Regions from separate parts of the Macaca mulatta genome. Here regions 1 and 2 are each linked to region 3. The links are chromatin contacts, called in public Hi-C maps. All regions are on one chromosome and are shown on one strand. The core of a region is the stretch at or near the end of the contact, and the rest is flanking DNA. Distances in the headings are between cores, read along the strand shown.

Region 1 (3,264 bases), core at 414-2,913, 210 kb before region 3:
GGTCTCTGGGCTCCTGCACCCAAAAGGGTCACATGCTTATCTCTGACATGCACAGCTGGTTCCACATCAACCTGCCAACCAAACTCACCAGAGATTGAAATATCTGAATTGGAATTTTATATTTAAGCTGCGTGTATTTGTGGGATTGGGAAGGATTAGTCATCTCCAGTGACCAAAATGTTTGCACCTGTTACCCCACTTTCATTTTCAGTTGAGAGAAAGTTGCATGCCAGGGATATTTAAACATCGAGGGTGGGTCTGCTGTCAGTTGTCTGGCCAGAGGTAGAAGGATGACTGAGTCCCAGCCGCCCATCCGCATCAGACCTCAGGGAAGAAGCAAGATTTACGAGGAGAGAGCCTGCCTGGCCCCCTTCTTCTGTTGGGAAAGGCTTCCCTGCAGTATTTTCTGTCTCGTCAACGCTGCATTTCATTTTAAATGGCAGTTGAAAGTAGATATTTTCCCTCTTGCCTATTACAAACCTCTTAATTTGTCTCTCCCTCTGCTGTTATTTGTCTCTATAAAGTGTTTTGCATGAAAGACCCACACAGCACAATGTTGCTTCACCCTGGGTTAGGTTTAACAGGAAGGGAAGATGCAGAGACTAAGTCCAAGGAGGAAGGTGTGACGGCCTTGCGGTTGAGGACACGCGTGTCTGGGAGTTGATGCCCGGCTGTTTTTGGAGGTATCTGTTGCCTGAATGTGGGTATGCGGGTGCACATGTCCATGTTTGTGCTAATTTGCATATATGTCTATGCATACTGTGGTATAATCACTTGGGTGTCCATACCCAAATTAAGTGTATGTTTGAGTGCATGTACACACCCACATGCCAGTCTCTGTGTGCATATGGATCTATGCCCAGACGCACACATGTGCATATAAACACACGTAGGCATCAAGGTACACGTCCGTCACATGATGTGTGTGGTCTACTGTAGACACGCTCGGGGCGCTCTTCCTTTCGCTGCTTCTCAAGGCTGCGGTCAGGCTCCCTCCCTGCTCCACCCAGGGGCCCTGGCCCCGTTTAGGGTTGTAGGAAAAGGAAGGCACGCAGTGGTCTGCGGGGGGTTAGTGGAAACACCGCCTCCGCCGACCCCGCCGCGGTCACAGCTCTCTGGCTTGGCTCCAGCCACGAACAGCATCGCCGCGGCTCGGCGTTAGCGCTGAGAAGCCCGGGGCAGCCGCCAGGGCGCGGGCTGCCAGCTCCCTGACAACTCCGGACTGACACTGGGGGGCGAAAGAGGTCACCCAGCGACGGGCACAGCCCTCCAGAGCAGCACTGTCTCCGGCCCGCTTCCGGGGGCCACCAACCCGAGCCTCGCGGGCGGGTTGAGGGGTGGTCTCGGTCGCTCGGGGTCCAGCGAAGACTGGGCAGTAACCAATAGGCGACTGTGGCCCAACGGGGATCCCTCGGATGCAGCCAATGCCCTCGCTGCGCTCTCCGCCCCCGCCCTCGCCAGCCCCCCGCCGCTGGACCATTGGCGCCGGCGGGATCGGGGGTGCGCGCGACGCCGGCCTTTGGGGGAGGGCGGGGCTTGGAGCCGGGCTGCGCTCCCGCCCGCGCTCTGCCTCTGCCCCGCCCCCGGACGCGCGGCCCTCAGCCCCTCTGCGGCGCGGCGGCGGCGGGAGGGGGCGCGGGGCGCGCGCGTGGGCGTGGCCGGCGGGCGTGGCTGGCGAGCGGCAGGAGGCGGGGCGGCGAGCGCTGTCGCAGTGAAAGCCGGAGCGGCGGCGGCGGCGGGGACGGCGGCGGAGGCTGCCCGGCGGCTGTGCGCGCGTGTGGGGCGCAGGCTCGGCGGCGGCGGCCCGTCTGGAGCGGTCGCTGCGAGGACGACAGCTGCAGCGGGGGAGGCGCGGCCGGGGCTGCGCGCTCCGCGGAGCCGGCGGGGCCGGGAACAGGTGATCCCAGCGGGAGCCCCGCGCCCTACCGAGTTGGAGGGGCGGGAGCCCGCGCTCCCGGGCGCAGCTGCAGCCGCTCAGCCGCGGCTCCGGACTCGGGCATCCCTGCGCTCTCGGGGGTCCGGGGAAGCCCCCTACCCCCGCAGGCTCGGAAGTGCCTTCTCCTGCTCCCTGGCCGCTCCCGGCGCCCGCTCGGCGGCGGAGAAAGTTGTGGACGTGTCCCGATAGTCGAACCGGGCGCTGTCGCGACCGGGCTGGGTGTGCGCGCGCTCGGGGCGGCGCTGACACGCCAGCCCCCCATCACCTCGGTCCCCTCCGGAAACTGCTTCTGAAGCTGAAACTTTGGGCGCCGACCAGCGCAGGCGGGAGCCCGGGGGGCGGAGGGCGGCTCGGTGCGGGCCTGCGGGCGCCCCTCGGCGCGGACAGCCGGGACGCCGCGGACGGCATGTGACGGCCCCGGAGGCCGCAGCGCGGGAAGGCGCGGGCCCCGGCGCGGCGGGGAGGGCTCGGCCGGAGGGGAGGCTGCGGCGCGCGGCCGGTCGCTGCGGGCCCGGGCCCCGAGCCGTGCCGCTCCGCTCGCCCGGGCCCCGCCGAGGCCGCTGCGCCCCCGCCTCCTCGCGGGAGGACTCACTCCAAACTCCCTGAACTTCGGGGACAGTCCCCCGAAGCGGCGAAACTCTCAGGGTTGGCAGCCCTGCCCAGGGATCCCCATCCCGGGCGGCGCTCCGGACGCCCTCTCCTCACCGCGGCCCCGCAGACACGTGCCTGGACTCCGAGGGCCTCTGGAGCCCCCGGCCCGGCCAAGATGCTCATGAGGAAAGTGCCCGGCTTCGTCCCGGCCTCCCCGTGGGGGCTGCGGCTGCCGCAGAAGTTCCTCTTCCTCCTCTTCCTCTCGGGCCTCGTCACCCTGTGCTTCGGGGCCCTCTTCCTGCTGCCCCACTCCTCTCGCCTCAAGCGCCTCTTCCTGGCCCCCCGGACCCAGCAGCCTGGCCTGGAGGTGGTGGCCGAAATCGCCGGCCATGCCCCAGCCCGCGAGCAGGAGCCGCCTCCCAACCCGGCCCCTGCCGCGCCGGCCCCGGGCGAGGATGACCCCAGCAGCCGGGCCAGTCCCCGCCGCAGGAAAGGGGGGCTGCGGCGCACCCGCCCCACCGGGCCCCGCGAGGAGGCCACGGCGGCCCGGGGCAATAGCATCCCGGCCTCCAGGCCCGGGGACGAGGGCATCTCTTTCCACTTTGACTTCAACGCATTCCGGAGCCGCCTCCGCCACCCGGTCCTGGGAACGAGGGCGGATGAGAGTCAGGAGCCCCAGAGCCGAGTGCGAGCCCAGCGGGAGAAAGTCAAGGAGGTATGAACTCAGTCCCCACAAT
Region 2 (3,141 bases), core at 619-3,118, 180 kb after region 3:
GGGCGTGGTGGTGGGTGCCTGTAGTCCCAGCTACTTGGGAGGCTGAAGCAGGAGAATGGCATGAACCCGGGAGGTGGAGCTTGCAGTGAGCCGAGATCACGCCACTGCACTCTAGCCTGGGCGACAGAGCGAGACTCCGTCTCAAAAAAAAAAAAAAAAAAAGAGAAATAGTAACTGCTCATGAGATTGTTGATGAGGATTAAATAATACATGTAAAGCACTCAATGGATAGAAGGTACTATAACCATAGGAGGCAACTATAATTATTTTAACTGCATGGCCTCTCAAGTTCCTTATATGTAAAATGGATACTTCGTAAGTGAAAATATTGCCTAGGGCCTGGTGCATTTTGAGTGCTTATAAAATGTTAGGAATTAATTAACAATGCTATGTCTCTCTTTCCTAGTCAAGGTCTCTCATTTTTCCTGGATTAAGCCTTTTGGCAAAACAGATTCTTTCCCAGCAGCCTTTTCAGGCCTCAGACACCCCTACCAAAGCCAGTGTCTACTGAACAGGCCCAGAAGAGCCCAGAGGGAATGGATGGGGCTTAGGTTGCAGCTGTCCTCTCCTGCTGGGGCCCTGTTTCTGGTGAACAGAGGACTGCTGCTCTGCCAGCTGTGTGACCCTTTCATCAGTGGATATTTCAAGATACAGTCCAAGATAAGCACTTCTCTGGTGCTTCCTTTCAGATAAAGCTCTCTGAAGACTAAAAGCTCATTGGCCTGACCTTTGGTCTCTGGAGGAAGTGAGGAAATATCATCTAGCTGGTAGATAATGAAGACACCAAGCACTCGAGGGATGGGTTTGAGCAACAAGGTGGCAGAGCTAGAGAAGAGCCCTGATAAGAGTGTTTCAGAGCATTAATAATTGTGATAAAAATAATCTGTCTCTAGTGAGGGTCTTACAGTTTACAAGGCATCTTCACACATACTAGCTTGTTGGCTCCTCAACACTCCTCACCTGAGACTGACGGAGAAACAGTCATCTCCGTTTTAGAGAGGAAGAAACTGAGTCCCGAGGGCAGGAGGCAGAGCTGGCCTAGAACCGGGTGTGCTTACTTCGAGTCCAGGGTAATCGCGGATCGGAAAGAAGGAATGAGGGCCCTTCTTCCGCCGCCGTGAAAAACAGAAAATTGAGAGTAAAAGTAAAGTACACAAAGGGTGGAGGAGCATAAAGAAGCCCGGGGAGGCCGAGCGCGGTGGCTCACGCCTGTAATCCCAGCACTCTGGGAGGTCGAGGCTGGCGGATCACGAGGTCAGGAGAACGAGACCATCCTGGCTAACACGGTGAAACCCCGTTTCTATTAAAACTACAAAAAACTAGCCGGGCGTAGTGGCGGGCGCCTGTAGCCCCAGCTACTCGGGAGGCTGAGGCAGGAGAATGGCGTGAACCCGGGAGGCGGAGCTTGCAGTGAGCCGAGATCGCGCCACTGCACTCCAGCCTGGGCTACACAGCGAGACTCTGTCTCAAAAAAAAAAAAAAAAAAAAAAAAAAAAAAGCCCACGGTTCAGGGAGGTGAGGCTGCAGGGTCAGGGTAGGGCCGAGGAATTAGGGTAGAGCTGTGGGGTCCAAGGTGGGGCTGCGGGGGCTGGGTCCTGGGACAGGAGCTCAGTGGGGATTCCAGGGGCGCTGGCCGTTAAAAGTGCGAGGCGACCGTAGCAGGGTCAAGAGGGTGGGTGGCTACAGGTGTCTGAATAGGAAACGTAAAGGACGAAGATTAATATGCAATTCCTACGATTGAGAGACGCCGAGGCCCCAAACCGGGCCAGAATACGAAAGTCTGCAGGGAGCTCAATTAACATATGGGTGTTTTCTTCAATCAAACTTACCCAGTCAAGCTGATTCCTCAGAAGCAGCCCCAGACGTTTAACTCGACGGAAATGAGAAACGGCCCAGGAACCCGTGGCCCTTTGGTCGTTGTAGTTTCCAGGGCTCAACATGGACACTTGGAAGCACTTCCGTTCCTCAACCTAGAACTACAACTCCCGATGTGCAGTGGACGAGATTGCGCATTACAACCCTAAGACTACAACTCCCAGAGTTCTACGCGACCTCCCCGCTCCGCGTGGTCGTGCGAAACCGCCCAAGGCCCGGGATGCGGTGTGATTCCTCCCCCTGGTGGCCTGAAGAGGAGCCGCCGCGATTTCTGCTCTGGAGCGGAGGGTTTTACTTGTAGTCCCGTGCGTAACCCTCCGCCTCACCCTCCTCAAATAGTCCTCAGGCGTGCCCAGACATGGCCCCAGCTTCGCTTTATTCTCAAGGAGGTGGGAGGAGGTCGGCGTTTGTTTTGTGTCTTCTGCACACTTTGTTTCCTGGAAGAATAACAGACTGATCGTTCAAATTAAGGGGACATTCCCTACCAGCCTGCACCTGTTGACACCTGTGATTTTCTATTGTCCTCAAAAGACTCCCTGCCCGAGAAAAGGGAGGAACCCGAGTGATCTGTTGGGCCGCAACCACCCCACATTACTGTCTTTTGCTGGTTCTTAGCGACACTGATGGACAAGATACCGCCCCTAGCCTCAACAGAATCACAGTCTAGCAGAGAATGCAGCCCAGTGAATAATGACAGCACAGAGCCGTGATCTCATGGGGAGACACAGCAAGCGTGGGAGCCTTGAAAAGGGGCCTCTGGCCAGGCTTGGGGGAAAGGGGCGGTGTCTGCAAGGCTTCTTAGAGGGAGGAATGTTAACATTGAGACCCGATATAAGGAAAGAACGTAGCCAGGAGTACAGAGACTGTGAAGAACGTTTCAGAGTATGGCATTAAGTTCAGTGCTGGCTGCAGCTGAGTGTGAGGGATGGAAGGAGATTATTTTTGGGGCAGTGGGGGTTGGGGCAGTGGGGGTCAGGCAGAGCCCATCCTCAGGAGTCCTGTGAACTTCTATAAGAAATTTGGATCGTTCAGGCAGCTCAAAAACGTTCAACGGCCCTCTACTACCTATGAAATGAAGTCCCAACTGCTTAGCCTGGCATTCAAGGTCTTCCCCAACTTGCATGCCCCCACGTGGCACCCCCCACCCTCCAGCCCCCCTCTTCTAGGAGCTTTGTTCATGCCTCCAAAGTTTCCGCCGACATTTGTGTGTGCCTCTCACATGTGAGTTGACTCACACTGCCTTGGGTATGTCCTGGATTAGAGGTC
Region 3 (3,023 bases), core at 140-2,639:
AGGAAAAGGAAAAATGCTGAGCAGGAACAGTCTCAGCCCAGCCTTGGCCTGACCCACAGTGGAAGAGCTGTGAGGCATAAACCACACTGCAGAGTTGAACTGGCCTTTTGGGCCTTGCATCAGTCATTGGCTTGGGAGGTGAAGGAAATTCCCAGGTAGGGGGCTCCATTCTTCCTGCAAGGGGATCTGAGTGGGACAGCAAATCAGCATCTACACCCAGGACAGACAGCCAGCGTGAACTTGCATGATCCGCCATCGCACAAGAGGGGAAAGTAATGATTAAAACACAATGTGCCATCCTGGAAAGAGGGCTGGACCTGGGAGTCAGTCTTTAGCATTTGAGATATGGTGGAGATAGGGTGGATGACCTCTGAGGTCTCTTGCCAGGACCAGTTACATAATTTTGCAGAGCCCAGTGCAACATGAAAACACAAGACCCCCTGTTAGAAAATTAATCATTTCAAGACGGCAACAGCAGAGTACTAAACCAGGTACAGGGTTCTGAGCATGGGGCCCTTTGTGACTGCATGGGCTGGTCACCCATGAAACCAACTCTGTCTCTGGCAGAGGGGATTGCAGGCTTTGGGACCAAGGAACTCCAGCCTGGGAGCCAGGCACAGCCTGAGGCTGTGCTGAAAGCAGAGGAGGAAATGTCACCCAGGAACTGCATGCCACAGACCCGGACAGTGAGGGCTGGAGCACAAAGAGGGAATGGGTTAGTGAGCCTGGAAGGAATGTGGCTCTTCCCACAGTGCCTCTGGGGTCTTGTGCATCAAGTACCCATCTAATGAGCAAACTCACTGAATATACCGTGTGTGTGTGTGAGAGAGAGAGAGAGAGAGGCGAGAGAGGAGAGAGAGTGAGAGAGACAGAGACAGAGAGACAGAGACTAAAATAGAAGAAAGCTGCAAAGTGCTGGAGGGCAGGAGTCAGAGGAGAAAGAGGCCCATTCTGCCCATTCTTGCTGGAAAGAGGCTTTGCAGAGGGGCTTGCCTGGGAACCATGAACTGCAAAGGGGGCCAGGGTGAGGATTCTGAAGTTTGCCCTAGGGGTAGGAGCATACTTTAGGGGATGAGCGACACATCCCTCGGCTTCCAGAAGTCGTATGGGGCTAAACGTGGAGAGTAACAAGCAGGGAGACGCGACGAATATCAGGCTCAGGGATCTCCAAACGCAGCCAACTCCTCCCGGGGACACAGACCCCGCGGAGACACAGTCTCGACAGAGGGGGAGTGTGCTCCGCGGGATCTGAGCGAGCCCCCGCCAGCGCCCCGCCCACTCGGGGGCCGCCCTCCTCTTGCCACCCGGCTGGACCCGCCTCCCGACGGTGCGCGGAGGTGCGGCTCGGTGCGCAGCTGCGGAGGATCGCTTCCGGGGGGCGGGTCAGCGGAAGTGAGGGCGGTAGCCCACGGTGGAAGGAGGGGCCGTGAGGTGAGAGAGTCCCGGAGCCCGAGACTGAGGTGAGAAAGGTTCTAGGGCGGCGTGGAGACGGGAGTGCGGCCTTCCAGCCCGTTAGTAGACTGGGTCTAGGTGCCAGGCGCTGTGCGGAGCTCGCGGCTCCTGTTCCCGCGCGAGTTCTCGCGGGAGCCGCTGGTGTCCGTTTCACTTGGCCCGGGGGAAACTGAGTCCCCGAAGGGTAGTTGCTCGTCGGAGTACCCCAGCAAACAGTGACCAAGCCAGACCTGAGACTTCTAGTTTCGGCTTCGCTGCTTGACGGGCCGGGCTGCCCCGCCGCGCATTCTGAGACCTGGCCGTGGCTCGGAGGCTTCCGCGCACTCTGGTCCAGGCCTGTGGGTCCAAGGGCCGCTGGGCAGGCGGCGAGGACTTGGCCGACCTTGGCCCAGGTCGGGGCGGCTGCCGCGGGGGAGGGGCGGCGCGCCCTGACCGGTCCCCGCAGGGAGAGGGTCCACGCGGGTCTCCGGGCGCTGCTGCGAGCGGCAAAGTTTCACTGAGCGCGGCGGCCTCCGTGGGGTCCCCCGGGACCAGGGGTGCTGAGCGGGGCCCTGCGCTGGAGGAGCTCCCGGTCTCCTGAGGGGGACGCCTGTCAATAGACAGCAACGGCAGCCTCAGTGACAAGACCCACCGGTGCTGCCAGAGAACGGGGGAAGATCTTCTAGCCAGTGACACTTGGGGGCGGGGGTGACAGCTGAGTTGGTGTTCTCCTTCATTCGGTTAGTTAGTTCGGCGCGTTGAAGCGCTTACTGTGTCCTAGGCAGACACCGTGCTGTGCGCGGGGATCACAGTTATCTAGTTCCTCTCGCGAGGACTCCGAGGGACAGGCAGGGTGCTGCGGAGCGCACAGGAAAGGACCTGACCCTGTCGCAGGGAAGGAAGGTGATGCTTGAGCTGAGCTCTGAGGAATGAAGAAGAATGAGCTCGGCGAAGGGGGTGCTGGTGTTTGATGCAGGGCTCAGAGGTGGGCCCAGTGTTGGGGGTTGAGGGCCAGTGTGACTGGAGGGCAAGGGGGAGAGCAGGAGGGCTGGCTGCGAAATGTGCAGGCCTTGGTACTCGGTGTGGTCTAGAGAGGGCAGAGAAAGATGGGTTTGGGACTGATTGTGGATTTTATCCTGTGTTGGCTTTAGTAAGCCAGTTTTAAACGGAAGAGCGATGTGATTAACAGTGTGTTTGGGAAGGATTCCTCTGGCTGTGTGTGAGGGTTAGGCCCAGCTGGGTCTTTGGAGGTAAGGTCGGAGAGAAAGTGGCAGTAAGCATTGTTAGTGCAATTCGTGGCCGACATGGACATTCAGCACAGAGCCTGGCACACAGAGGGACTCTGATAATAAAGGCTTGAACTGAGCCGAGAAGATGGAGCCCAGGCAGGAGGTGGCAGGACCTGGACCAGGCTTTGGGTGCTTTCCACTGGCATGACCATTGAGTGACCTTAGACAAGTGCCTTCCCCTCTCCAACTTCCTTTCCCCATGTGTATCGTAAAGTGAGTGACACCTCCTCTCCTATGGGTAGAAGAGGGGACCCTCCATGGGAGGTCTCCAGAAAGAGCTGCTTTGTCAGTCTAGTCTGTCCC

What was found. Hi-C and Micro-C count contacts between places; a contact is called where the count stands out from the background.
Region 1: a contact with region 3 is called in a Hi-C map of fetal cortex germinal zone, with 5 times the contacts expected there. The contact joins the promoter of MAN1C1 here to the promoter of MTFR1L in region 3. A contact is called at or near these places in 6 of 14 Hi-C or Micro-C datasets (CD4 T cells, blood, fetal cortex germinal zone and 2 more).
Region 2: a Hi-C map of fetal cortex germinal zone shows a contact between it and region 3, with 5 times the contacts expected there. The contact joins the promoter of PAFAH2 here to the promoter of MTFR1L in region 3. A contact is called at or near these places in 5 of 14 Hi-C or Micro-C datasets (CD4 T cells, fetal cortex germinal zone, fetal cortical plate and 2 more).

What each region holds. Positions count from the first base shown.
Region 1 is chr1:215,416,159-215,419,422 of T2T-MMU8v2.0, reverse strand. MAN1C1 (mannosidase alpha class 1C member 1) reads left to right here and starts at 1,663. Exons shown (of 13, transcript XM_077968783.1): 1 at 1,663-1,732; 2 at 3,017-3,242.
Region 2 is chr1:215,020,282-215,023,422 of T2T-MMU8v2.0, reverse strand. PAFAH2 (platelet activating factor acetylhydrolase 2) reads right to left here and starts at 1,868. Exons shown (of 10, transcript XM_077968417.1): 1 at 1,830-1,868.
Region 3 is chr1:215,204,360-215,207,382 of T2T-MMU8v2.0, reverse strand. MTFR1L (mitochondrial fission regulator 1 like) reads left to right here and starts at 1,389. Exons shown (of 7, transcript XM_077968979.1): 1 at 1,389-2,416.